Linked DNA regions of Mus musculus: all the other regions are linked to region 2. The links are chromatin contacts, called in public Hi-C and HiChIP or PLAC-seq maps. All regions are on one chromosome and are shown on one strand. Each heading gives the region's core, a stretch centred on a gene start, on an enhancer-like site or on the middle of the called end of the contact. The rest is flanking DNA. Distances are from core to core; before and after follow the strand shown. Region 1 overlaps Serpine2 (serine (or cysteine) peptidase inhibitor, clade E, member 2). Region 2 holds the start of Serpine2 (serine (or cysteine) peptidase inhibitor, clade E, member 2). Region 3 has its middle 40 kb from the start of Serpine2. Region 4 overlaps Serpine2 (serine (or cysteine) peptidase inhibitor, clade E, member 2).

Region 1 (3,002 bases), core at 429-2,928, 55 kb after region 2:
CTCCAGGTCTTCCTTTTCTGCCCCAGAGCAATAATTTAATAACTACTTCCTGCATTTCACAGTTTCTAAAAATTAGCCCCATTAGAGCCAGAGACTTGATGTCTTCTTTGAGGATTAAAGGGCTCATTAGGAAGTGGGGGGTATTTTCCCACTTTCTCATTGAGTTTTCAGTTTCTACTGAGACCGTTTTATCACTCAGGCTAAAAGTAAAGACGAAGTATATTCATTTTGCTTCTTGGGTAGTCCCGGCCTGGAATCGAGACTGGTGTGAGCTCACAGCAATTCAGAGCTGAGACCGATGGCACTGGGTTCCTTGGCTGTCCTACAACCCAGTGCAATCTCTGCTTGGGGAGAAGAGATCCCAGCTGTCCCTGGAATATGATGGCAGCAGCTCTTCTAGCGCCTTCAGCTGATGGTGTTTTATAGCTAAAAGTGCTTGTGACAGAACAGGGCTTGCTAACTTTCTACCTCTTGCTGTCTTCTTTCTTTCTTTGATCTCCTTTCTTCTTCTCTGGAGGTGTGGCCTGTTCAAAATTCTCCAGCTTGTAGTGGTGTACACTCTTAATCCCAGAACTCAGGAAGCAGAGGCGGGGAGATCTCTGTGCATTCGAGGCTAACCTGGTCTACAGAGCGAGTTCCAGGATAGCCAGGGCTGTTATACAGTGAAACATTGCCTCAAAAACAAACAAACAAGGCCAGCCACCAAGAAAAAACGAGTGAAAATACTACGAACATGTTGCCTCTTTTCTCTTTGTTGTACTTCATATAGGGGAAGAAAGGGGGGGCCCCATGGGCACCCTGGTTACTACTGCATCTATAATTTTTTTTCATTTGATCATCTCAGCAACCTCGTGGTCCATACTTTAATATTCCGATATTTCCATCTGTATAGACGGATGGCATGGGGAGAACATGGTACCTCCTCAAGCTCATGGAGTTCATCTTTAGAGGTTCAGTGCTTAACACACACTTGAGAAATTGTCCCATCGGTTTAGAATGCCAACAAGGACTTTTTGACTGCTCTGCGGTCATACTGCACAGTTGCTGTCTCTGGCCGTTCTCTGTTGCTGTGTGAGTTCCTTTTCTTGTTGCTATAAGAAAATTCCTGACAAAGGCAGCTAAAGGCAGGAAGGGTTTCGTTTTGGCTTGTGGTTTGAGGATATAGTCTATTTATACCTATAATTTGTGGTGGCAGTGGTTTGAGTTAGCTGGTCATAGTGCATCTGCACTTGAGAAAGAGAGAAGAAACCGGGCCACTCACTTAGCTCCCTCCTTTTTTTGTTTAAAAACCGGAAACTATGAGGAATGATGGGCATGCTAATTGGCTCTACCGTAGAAATGCTTTTACCGTGTCCTGCCCTAACTGTCATATTGTATACCTTAAATACAATACCATGTATTTTCTAAAACAAAGTAGAATGTAAAAAAAAAAACAAAACAAAACAAAACAAAAAAAAAAAACAAAAAAACAAAGCAAGCTCAAAAGTAGCTTTAATTTATTCTTTTTCTCGTATAAAGGTTAACTTCTTACGAAGAACTGTGCGGCGAGTACCGAACAGTCTAATCGTCTACTTACATTCAACTCAGCAGAATGAAAGTGAGCTTAGCGGTGCCCAGAGGCATTCTGTCTAGACTGAAGACAGAGAATTCTGCACCAGGGAAGAAAGAAGTCATTGTCCTTATCTTTGTCCTTCTGAGGGAGCTATTTGTAGCAAAGGGAGTTTTACAGGCTGAATTACTGTCTCTCTCCTACGGCTTCCTTGGTGACCGCCAGCCATCCCCCCTCCCCCCCACAGAAGTCATTAGGCATAAACTAGATCTGCCTCTGGTTTCTTTAGGGTCTACCAGGACCCCGAATGGCTTATGGTACAACTTCATTGAGCTGCCCTACCATGGTGAGAGCATCAGCATGCTGATCGCCCTGCCAACAGAGAGCTCCACCCCACTGTCTGCCATCATCCCTCACATCACTACCAAGACCATTGATAGCTGGATGAACACCATGGTACCCAAGAGGATGCAGCTGGTCCTACCCAAGTGAGTGCCCCTTCCCTTAAAAAGAAAGGATGTTCTTCTCAGGGGATAGCTGTCATATTGTATACTAGAAACGGGGTGCTAAGATGGTCTTATGGAAAATGTGCTTTAGAGAGAACCAGGCTGTCTTTTCTGAATGCTTTCTCTGAGACCCTGCAGTGCCTGTTTGTGGTGAGACAACAAGGATACTAAAGGAGAGCGGGCAGCCCTGGCCTTAGAACCCCCATGAGGGCAAAGTCTTCATGACTCTGTGACAACTTTTGACATATCTCTTTCCATTGGAGAATTGAAAAATACATACATATCTTCATATGGAATGGATTAGAACACAGTAGTCGAAGGAGCTTGGTGAGACAACAAACTTCACTGATCCTTCAGGTACCTACTGGAAGCTGTTAAAGGCCAAGGCCCATGAGACTGTATTCATCAGTATTTAAGGCAGCTTTCCTTTTATACCCCTCAAGTAAATTATAGATGGAATTTCTGATGTTATGACTGGAGACTAGGGCAAAAGCAAACCCAATTCTGTGTACATCATCATTTCTAACAGTTCAAAGAACACCTTCTCTCTCCAGTGTGTGTGTGTGTGTGTGTGTGTGTGGAGGGGGAGAAATCTGTCTCCTTCCTGTGAATTTTTCATCATTACCAGCTTTCCCACAATCCAGAGTTTCTATCCATACCTCAGTGGAAACAGAGAATCCTAATAACTTTTAAGTCTTGAATAGTCAATGTAATAATCTACAAATGTAGATTTGTAGCAATCTACAAATATCAGAAGTCCTCCTCCTGAGGGGGTGAAGAAGTGACTCCATGGTTAAGAGTCCTCACTGATCTCGCAAGGGACCTGGATTCTGCCTTAACTCCTACGTGGTGTCACACAACCATCTATAACTCTAGTTCCAGGGGATCTGATGCCCTTTCCTGGCTTCCTTGGGGCCAGATGTATAGGCACATACATGCATATAGGA
Region 2 (3,142 bases), core at 527-3,026:
TAGGCAGGATATCTGATATGTGACCCCTATGAAAGAGTCATTGACCTCCAAAGGGGTCATGACCCCAGGCTGAGAATTTCTGGACTAAATCCTATTTATACTCTAACTGGGAAAAAAAGGGGGGGGGGGTTCATGACCTGCATTACAAGACACTCAAATCCTTCGCTGTTTGTCCATTTCTCCCAAAACCAGTTGACTTTCCTGAACATTTGGAACGGCAAATAGTGTTTGAGATACAAACCACGCAGTCCATGTGACATTAGGAAATCGCTTTGCAAAATGTCAGCCCTGAGAAAGAACTGGACAAAGTATATGGGGGTCTCAGTCGAGTGCCTACAACTGTCTCAATCAGCAGTGTCAGCATGAAGATGGTGAGATAGAAGCAGATGCAGAGAAACCAGCAAGCTCTGTGCATCTGCCTTCACTCACACTTCAAACTTGGCTCTCTAGTATAGTGATTCTCAGTCTGTGAGTCATGACCCCTTGAGGGGTCAAATGACCTTTTCACAGAGATCATCCGGAAACACTGATATTTATATGACAACTCATAACAGTAGCAAAGTCACAGTTATGAAGTAAGAAGGAAAATAATAGTGCTATGGGGGGGGGGGGGCGCACCACAACATGAGGAACCATACCTATTAAAGGGCTGCACCATTAGGAAGGTTGAGAACCACTGCTCTAGTAGTTTCTTATCTGCTTCCCCTCCTATCTGTAGCACTGCACCCTAATCCAGTGCCTTGTGCATCTGAGGCAAGCACCCTACCACCTAGCCACACCCTCAGTCCCTAATGCCTTCATCTGGAAAGCTGCTCTCAGTTTTTCAAGTCACACACACACACACACACACACACTCACACACACGGGTGGGGGAGTGTCTGTCATGGACACAGCTGTGTCAGTGTGGTTGCTCAGAGATCTGAGTTGCTCTAGCACTAGGTGCAGTTTATTTCACAGCCCTAAAGAGATTTACGGCTGTTTTTTCTTCATTGGGGCCAAACATGGGGCCTGATAGGGAGGGCGTTGCACCAAAGGCAACAGAGACTACCATGAAAGTCCCTACAAACCTAACCTGAGCAGAGGACTGAAGAATGCAGAAAGGGACACTCAGGTAACAGACCATGGGACATAACAGCCATCTGTTGCTGGCCTTGGGTCTGATAAGGTCTCAGGGGCTGAAGGTGTAGGTTCAAAACACCTGGATCTTCGGAGCTCTGAGAGTACTTCATGCTATCACCACAAGCAAGGGGTCAGTTTTCTGCATGTCCTTGCTTGTCATGTGCCTAGGAATCCCACAGCCAGCTCATCCACTAAGCAGGGATAAGTTGACTCTGGGGCACCTGGAGGACCTGTTCTAGACCTCCACGTCCTAGCTCCGTTATTTCCATCACCTGCAGGATTGCACACTGTCACCCCCCCCCCAACACCCCCAGACGACGCGTCTTGCGTCTCAGGGGCACACCACTGGCTTCTGTGTCGCCCACTCCTCTCCACTCCCCACAGGCTCATCCGGACGATCCACGTGCAGCTCGACCGGGGGTTGGCGCCGCACCTCGAGCCCGGCGCGTCTGGCCGGAGCTTTCTGGGGACCCGAACCCCCCAACCCCCGCGAGAGGGCGGCATCTGGCGACCGCGGGTCGGGCAGGGGGGCGTCCTAAAGTCCCCTGCGGTGCAGAGACGTTGCGGCCGGCTGCCACACAAAGGCGGCGGCGGGAAGGCGGGGCGGGGCGGGCCGGGGGGCGGGGGAGGCAGGAAGGGGCGGGGGCGGCGGCGGCGATAAAGCCCCCGCGCGGCCCGGCCGGCTAGTGCAGTGGTTGCACGGGAGTGCGGGCTGCACGCGTCACCGTCACCGCCGCCTGTCCCCCACCGCCGCGCAGCGCCGATCTCCCTCCCGGTTTCGGCCGCCACCTGGGGATCCAAGCGAGGACGGGTGAGTAGCAGCTGCGGGGTTCCCGCTGCTCGGAGGGGAGCCGGGGACTGTCCCCGGGGCAGCACCGCGACCGGTTGCTGGGGCGGGAACTTTCTCGAACCGCCTCGGGCCCCGCTGCGAGCGCTCCTGGCTCCCGCGTCCCTGTCCCCGAGGGTTTGGGCGTCCAGGTGTGCCGGAGGCTGACGGAACGCTCGCCGAGCTCGGGGTGGGTCCAGCAGGACTGCAAACCGTGACCCTGAACCCGAGGCGACTGGGCACTCACGGGTAGCACCGACCCCACACTTTTCCCGTGCGCGGGTCCCTGTCCCGGGCGACCGGCTCTCACTTGTAACCTTTGCCTGTGCAGTGTGGAGGTGGGCAGCGGTTTGGGGAAGGACTTCAGTTCACACTGGCCTTTGCAACAGGCTTGTCCCTAGGATACAGTAGCAGCTCTTTGCGATTTCTTATTTATTTTCATCATCTGTGGACCAGGGAATTGCGAGGCCGGTGAGTGACTCCAGGTAAGGTGAAAGTACTCAGAAATCCTCGGAGGAATTAGGTATTTAATTTGCCCCCACGATGAGCAGAGAGGGAAAGCTGCTATTACATAAGACAGCACTCCACCTTCAGGTATTAGGGAAGGTGCTGTTGAGGATTTTTAGTGTTTTAATGAACAAAACAGAATCTCCGCGTGTCTCTCCAGAGAAATCTCCAAACGCCGCTGGATCTTGCTTTGACTACTTTGCTGGGAACGTTCTTATATTTAGCATGAACATAAAAAGGTGTTTGAAGGTTTAACTTTTCTCTTTCAAGCCAGGAGGCAGTTTACTTTTCTGAACTGTTCTAGAACAATTGATCTGATCATCTTGTACTTTGGAGATTTTGTATCTGAATGGGAATACAGATAATGGGAGAAATGTCAGCATTACCGATTTGTGTATCTGAAGCACACTTAAAAATTGAAGGTGCTTTGAACACTTTCTGTGGTTCTAAAACAATAATTATACCCTGTTGGCAACATTTAAGCAAAAAAAAAAAAAAAAAAAAAAAAAATCTCAAGAGCTTCGCCACAGATAATGGAACCGTCAACAATGGAGTTTTAGCTGTTTTTTTCAGAGTAGTGTTTGAAATTTTTGTTCAGCTAAGGGTGACTCCTGAAGGTCATGAGCCGATGTCATCGTTCCTTCTTCTTTGAAAGAATCTAGGCAGAAATTTTCTCCCATGAACTTGACA
Region 3 (3,159 bases), core at 646-3,145, 39 kb before region 2:
CAAATGGAGAAGAAAGAGAAGAGAAACTGAAGGAAGGGGAAGAGAAGGAAGATATGGGGATGCAAGGGAAAGGAGGGGGAGGCAATAGAAAGATTATGTGATATTTCTGTTCTTTATTAATACATTCTAGAATCACCCTAAAACAATGGCTTAGTGGATAGCTATTTTATTTTCCTCTAATAATATGGATGAATTGGCTCAGTCTTTCCTTCCTATGTATGTGATCTTGGGATACAGGCATCCAAGGGACTTGGCTGGGCTAAAAGTCTAAGATGGCAAAGGCACAGGACTAACAATGGTGCCAACTGCTGTCAGAAGTCAGCGATTAGGATTAAACAACCCTAAGGGTAAAGCCCTAACCTGATGGCATCAATGCCTGTGTAAGAAGAGACAGTGGAACATCTCTCTCTCTCTCTCTCTCTCTCTCTCTCTCTCTCTCTCTCTCTCTCTCTCATTCCTGTTCCCTCTTTCTCTCCTCCACCTGCCCACACAATATGTGAGGATACAGCAAGAATTCATCTACAAACCAGGAGGAAAGCTCTCTCTAGGAAGTAAATGGAGCAGTACCCTGACCTTGGACTTCCAGCCTCTAAGACAGTGAGAGAATGAATTTCCATTGCTGCAGCCTTCTACCTGTGGTGTTTATGGCAGCACCATATCTACCTCTTGTAGTGAACTTTCTCCACACCTGTATCACTACCTGCATGATTCTAATTTATCTATTATGTGTGTTTTGTTAGTATCTCCTCCCTCCCTCCCTCTCTCCCTCTCTCTCTCTCTCTCTCTCTCTCTCTCTCTCTCTCTCTCTCTCTCTCTGTGTGTGTGTGTGTGTGTGTGTGTGTGTGTGTGGTCCATGAGGAGAGACTTTGTTTTAATCACTGCTATTTCTACAATCTCTAAAAGACATCATCAATACATATTTGATGAGGGAGTTGAATGAATGAGAAAAACTGGGGATACATTTTATGCATTCACAAGTAAAGAAAGAACACTGTTCCTTCCCCTGTTGGATGCTTAGCATGTCTCCCCATTCCTAGTAAAAGCAGAAAATGTTTTAAAGACATAGGTGGGGTGAAATATCATAGGAATCACAACATAAACCCTCTAAGACAACAGTGGAGCAAGAAACAAATGTGCAGGGCTGGCATTGGGTTTTGAAGGCGCACAGATGGGAACTAAACTAGTATGGGTGGGGGTTTTTGGTTTGTGTTTGTTTTTTTACTTCCTTATATTTGGTGCATTACATTCAAGTGCAGCTTGCCCCAAGGAACCTGTGAGTGCAGCTTAGATTGGGAGTCCAACCCACTGGGGGAAAGTGGTTCTGCTCTCATTACAGATGCATGGTGTGTGTTTTTGAGTCTGTGGCAACACTAAAGGTCTATCTCAGAGCATCTTCTAAGCACTCTGGGCTTTGTTTCCATAGCAGGTTTACAGAAGGTACCCACAGGGCATTACATCATTAGTCTGAGTCATATTTTCATGGCAGATCAGTAACCCTTTATGTGATCATGATAACTTCTTTAACATCAACAGATAAATCCATAACAACTGTGGTAGAAATGAACATCAAAGTATCTGGGTTACCCGTAACTCATATTGGGTTCACCTCACACTTCTTAGATGCAGAGTACCCACTCTCTTGCCTAATAGTGGGGGAGGGGAACAACCACTACAACCGTCACCACCACAGTTCCAGTTTATTGACCAGGAAATCAAGATTAAACAATCTGTGAACACTTAGAGTCCAAGATGACTTAAAAGAAAATTTGTGATGAATTGGCACGGAATCCAAAGTAATGGTCTGGTTTTTCACGGCAGTTACACCTACTTGACAACAACTAAATAAAAACTCACTAGAGAGAGAGTGCACAATGGAGCCTATGGGGACAGCTCAGTGAGTGAAATGCTTGCCATGCACATGTGAGGACCAGAGTTTAGATCCCAAGCACTCAGGTAAATGCCAGGTAGGCACACCAGCCTGCCTATAGTGCCAGCTTTTAGAACATAGAGGCAGCATCCTCAAAGCAAGTGGGATGCCATGACTCAAGATATAAAGTAAAGAACTGTCAAAGAAAATACATGATCTCAACCTGTGGCCTCTACATAGACAGTTACACACATGTGTGCATAGCTACATATATGCAGACACACATGAATACACATGCAAAGATGTCAGAATTAGGGGATATATTTCCATCATCTAAATCAGAACGTCCCGAGTGGAATCTGAGCTATAGGAAGTAGATCCTCAATGACAGCTATGAGAGAAACTTGGTATTTGTCACCAGGGGCTACTATAACAGATCACCATGGACTTTAAGGTAAAACAATCAAAATGTGTTCTCCCATAGAATGGGAGATTAGAAGTCCAGAGTCAAGGCATTAACAAAGTTAGTTCATTCTGAAAACTGTTGGGAGAGCTTGTCTGCAATCCTTGGTGTTCCTTGGCTTAAAGATGTAACTCTCCATTGTCCCTCTCTGTCTTCACATGACCTCTTCTCTGTCTCACCTCTGTCTCTGTCTCTGCTTTTCTGTCTTTCTGTTTCTCTGTGTGTCTGTGTGTCTGTCTGTGTGTCTGTCTGTCTGTCTCTCTCTCTCTGAGTGTATGTGTGTGTTCTCTCTTTCTGTCACTTACAATGACCCCTCATTCAAATTTTAAAAATCCACTCAGGTCTAGGATGGCCTCATCTGGAGATTTGCACCTTCAAAGAGCCTTATTCCAAATATGATTATATCATGAGGTTCTAGGATTTAGAGATGGGACACATTTTTCTGGAGGGCTGTATTCATTCCCTACATGTTGTCAGACATGTTCTTCTCTAATACATACAAACTCTGATCACTGTTCTTGTAGTGCAGATAGGAGGGGTGGCTTGAAGCCCTTTGTAAACCTGCAGTGTGCCTTCTTTGCTCAACAACACATCTTCATTCTTTTCACAGTATTCTTTCCCAATTTATCTATCTAAATTTCAATGACAACCTAGTGATTCCCATAGATCACAGCCATCCTCTCCAAAACTGGTTATTCCTCAGACATATGAATTTCCACATATTCACATTTCATTACAGAGGGTGCTGCTGCAAACATGGGATTTAGATCTGAATCCTAGCACATATGACTCTGCTGTATGACCTTGTGAGAAGTATCTACCCTTTCTG
Region 4 (3,331 bases), core at 143-2,642, 35 kb after region 2:
GAAATGTGGGAGCAAGCCGCCGAAAGCTTGAGAGTGAAATGAGCAGAAATTTCAGCTCTGCCTGTGTAGAAGTGACAGTTGAAGCCATAGGGTCTATGGCATGCTTTTCCCTCACGTCTGCCATGGGCAAGTGACACATTTTCAAGTATGCATTTTGAGTCTGGCATTTGCAAAGCTAGCAGCCCATTATTTACCGCGCTAAGCCATGCTTAACACTCAGAGCACTACCCAATTACTTCAGGAACATTCCCCTCACTGGGAAGGGAGAAAGTCTTGGAGCAGGAGAAAGCCAGCATTTGGAAGGCTGTGCCTGTGGCAGCAGCTTTATTGGTAGGCATATGATCTCCCTCAGTGATAGCCTAAAGCACGTGAATTGCTTTTTATTGCTGTAAAAACGTTATTCAAGAAATTGAGACAGTCGAGAACAGATTTATAAACCTGTGTATCCACAGTTCTCGGTACATTTGGGCCACACACTTAGTCTTTCTCTCATACTAAAGTTTGAAGAGTGATTTCTTTTAAAAGTGAAAGTAAGCAGGAAGTTGCTGCGTTCTTCCATGGCTGGGCTCTCCCTGTTCTTGAGACGAAGCCTTTTAAAACTTGCCACACTTATTTCGTGTAAACTGGCCTCTCTGGGCATAGGAGTATCATTCGTTATTAGCACTTATGCAAGCCTGGAGCGAGTTACGGATCCATCCCTCTCCTCCAGGCTCATGAACTTAGACGTGTGTACAAGCCAGGTGAGTTTATATTGGAGAAAATTTGGCCATCCATCAATAATAGCCCTGATTCCAAGATTCACACAGCCTGGAAACTGCCCAGTGTGCATTTAAGAAGCCGAATGTGGACATCTTTCAAAAACTTCCCCCATCAAAGAAACCAAGAAAAACACCCCCAGTATAATGAAACTGTTCTTAAAAAGAAAAAAAGTCATAACTGAGCAAAGTTCTGGTAACTAGAGTAACTTTGTTTGGGAGACTATGCATGCTGATGCCAAGATATTGGGACTCTTAAGATCTTTACTTCCTTTTGTCCTCCTCAGCACCCGCCCACCCCCACCCCCACCCCCTCAGCTTTCAGCTACCAGTGACAAAAACAACATGTTCTTTTGTGCCTTTTGGGTGTACAAACCCAACCATTTATTCAAACATTCCCTGACCCAACAGAGTTTCTTAGGAGTCAGTATCAGAAATTGACAAGGTTGGTGGATACAAGGATTCTACACATTCTCTGTATCTGCAATTCGTTTGTGGTATGTCAAGTTTCAAAAAGGAAACTCGACCCCCACGGGGAGAAAGTGAAGAAGGAAAATCTGGGCTAGCTTGTAGGAGCAGTGAGCAAAGCTCCCATGGTCAGTGCTTGGAAGCCCTCCAAGGTCCAACAGGCTCCAGGAAACTCGAGCAATTGTCATGGTATTAGAACCGGTCCAAGGTGCCAGAGTCAAAATACGGCCACCACTGACCACAGTAGAGGGCTACGTGGGAGCGTATGTAGGTCACTTACAGATTGTGAATTCAGACAGGCTGAGTTTATACAATTATTTTTACAACTAAGCTCTGGAGAAGCCCCAACTGTTGAGAACTTTTAGAAGGGACCTATTTCACAACGTGTAAGAAAATTACAACATGTGCCTGAATGGTACATCCTTAGTGGCTCATTACATGTTGATAGCCAGGTCGGGGGTTCTGTTTGTGCTGACATTCCTAGCCCCACCTAGATGATGGCATTTCCTCGGACAAATGTTGGAGTTCACTGGGACGCTCATGACTCAATACAAGCATTACCTCAACCTCTTTCAGTGAACTCTGGTTTGATGCAATGAAAAATAATAAAATTCAGAATTGCTCTCCTCGTCCCTGGGGCTTAAGCCCACAAGTGGTTTTTGGGGGTCAGCCATGCATAGTGTGGGAAATTCCCAAAACACGGACCAGAAGGCAGCAAGAAGCAGTTTACCCAGCTCTGCCCTCAGTCTTTCTTTTCCCACGAGGTCACTGATTTCCACTCACTCCTGGTCACCTGTCTCTTCAATGACTTCCCTCTGTAACCTTCCACAGGTGACAAGGGGATCAAATTAGCTCCCGGGGAGATTTGTGCCTTGGTAAATCCTCAGGCCTCTAAAGTAGGGAGCAAATTAGCAACATCACAAATTCTGCCTTTGTTTTCACTAAGTGCTGCTGTGGAGGTCTAACTTAATGGAAGTATTTGCTTTCCCATAAATACACATAAACTCCTGCCTCCTGTCGTAGGCAGAGAAAGCCCTGTCAGTGCCAATCAAGGACTGAAGCATATTTAAAAGCAAACAGCCGTAATTGAAGTTCTCAGTGGAAGCAATGCCATCCGTACCGTTTATGGATTTACCAATTGTTCTGCCCTGTTGTAGCTTTAAAGCTACCACCGAAATTTGTTTTAATTAACAGGCCACTGTGTGTGGTACAGTGAAAGAATCAAGTCTGTGTGGTCCTAAGAAAATCCCCTCTGTTTAAAACTCTCCACATGGTCTCCTGTGACCCTTGCTATGGGTCTACCTTGGCGTCTGTCACACGGCCCAACTGTTCCTCCAGGCCCTTTGTGCTGCTGCCCTTTCGCTTGGCTCTCCCTTCCCTCGTCCATGCATGGCTGGTGCTTTTCTCAATCTTCAGTTGTCTTCGACTGTGTTCCTACCGCAGAGGTGGCATTCCCTATGACGAGACCCTCCCCTGGCCCTTCTTTTACCCACATCACTTTGCTTTATGATCCTGGCTTTTTGTCTTCTCTGAAGTTACCTAATAGCTTTCTGGCTTATTTTCTCCATGCCCCTCTAGAAGGACAGGCTGAGAAAGACCAGGGTCATACCCATCAGATTTACAGTTGTCTGCCTACTACTTAGAAAAGAGCTTGGCATATAGAAGACCCTTGGAAGTAATGCTTTATATGATTGACAGTTTCAAGAATTACATAATGGTTTATAGCCTGATGTCTAGTTCATACTAAGGATCTAGCAGATGGAAGTTGACTTCTTTCCAGCCCTGTCTGTCTAGCCCCTATGCATTAGAGGCTAACTTAACACAATATTCTGTTATCATGAGCACAGGAAATGGGATCTAATTGGGCACAGTGTACTCATCCTTTGTGTTTGCAAAAGAGTGATATAGTTCTGATTTTTTTTTTTAGGCTGTCCTTGTTGGAAGGAACCATGAATTGGCATTTTCCTTTCTTCATCTTGACCACAGTGACTTTATACTCTGTGCACTCCCAGTTCAACTCTCTGTCACTGGAGGAACTAGGCTCCAACACAGGGATCCAGGTCTTCAATCAGATCATCAAGTCACGGCCTCATGAGAACGTTGTTGTC

What was found. Hi-C and Micro-C count contacts between places; a contact is called where the count stands out from the background. HiChIP or PLAC-seq counts read pairs in DNA pulled down with a chosen protein or histone mark.
Region 1: an H3K4me3 HiChIP or PLAC-seq map of neural progenitor cells shows a contact between it and region 2, with 3 times the contacts expected there. The contact joins the enhancer-like site here to the promoter of Serpine2 in region 2. A contact is called at or near these places in 4 of 39 promoter capture datasets (the 3T3-L1 cell line, hippocampal neurons and liver), 15 of 484 Hi-C or Micro-C datasets (DN2 thymocytes, Sertoli cells, Th1 cells and 12 more), 3 of 115 datasets of contacts at active chromatin or transcription factors (embryonic stem cells, neural progenitor cells and stem cell-derived neural progenitor cells) and 1 of 9 other capture datasets (adipose tissue).
Region 3: a contact with region 2 is called in a Hi-C map of olfactory sensory neurons, with 6 times the contacts expected there. The contact joins the enhancer-like site here to the promoter of Serpine2 in region 2. A contact is called at or near these places in 3 of 484 Hi-C or Micro-C datasets (the HL-1 cell line, macrophages and olfactory sensory neurons) and 2 of 9 other capture datasets (liver and pancreatic islet).
Region 4: a Hi-C map of cerebral cortex shows a contact between it and region 2, with 2.2 times the contacts expected there. The contact joins the enhancer-like site here to the promoter of Serpine2 in region 2. A contact is called at or near these places in 19 of 484 Hi-C or Micro-C datasets (Sertoli cells, Th1 cells, brain and 13 more), 3 of 115 datasets of contacts at active chromatin or transcription factors (astrocytes, cardiomyocytes and neural progenitor cells) and 3 of 9 other capture datasets (adipose tissue, liver and pancreatic islet).

What each region holds. Positions count from the first base shown.
Region 1 is chr1:79,801,882-79,804,883 of GRCm38.p6, reverse strand. Serpine2 (serine (or cysteine) peptidase inhibitor, clade E, member 2) reads left to right here. Exons shown (of 9, transcript NM_009255.4): 5 at 1,839-2,037. Among named protein-coding and RNA genes, the nearest start is that of Gm39666, 15 kb to the right of the region's middle. Within about 2 kb of position 1,678, at least 19 of the 459 cell types and tissues checked have an H3K27ac peak or open chromatin away from gene starts, as enhancers often do. A contact at or near this core is called in Sertoli cells, bone marrow-derived macrophages and neural progenitor cells, where this site is marked.
Region 2 is chr1:79,857,299-79,860,440 of GRCm38.p6, reverse strand. It overlaps Serpine2 (serine (or cysteine) peptidase inhibitor, clade E, member 2), which reads left to right and starts at 1,776. Exons shown (of 9, transcript NM_009255.4): 1 at 1,776-1,930.
Region 3 is chr1:79,896,662-79,899,820 of GRCm38.p6, reverse strand. No RefSeq gene overlaps it. Among named protein-coding and RNA genes, the nearest start is that of Serpine2, 40 kb to the right of the region's middle. Within about 2 kb of position 1,895, at least 2 of the 459 cell types and tissues checked have an H3K27ac peak or open chromatin away from gene starts, as enhancers often do. A contact at or near this core is called in olfactory sensory neurons, where this site is marked.
Region 4 is chr1:79,821,377-79,824,707 of GRCm38.p6, reverse strand. Serpine2 (serine (or cysteine) peptidase inhibitor, clade E, member 2) reads left to right here. Exons shown (of 9, transcript NM_009255.4): 2 at 3,151-3,331. The coding sequence starts at 3,173. Among named protein-coding and RNA genes, the nearest start is that of Gm39666, 35 kb to the right of the region's middle. Within about 2 kb of position 1,392, at least 90 of the 459 cell types and tissues checked have an H3K27ac peak or open chromatin away from gene starts, as enhancers often do. A contact at or near this core is called in Th1 cells, adipose tissue, astrocytes and 9 more, where this site is marked.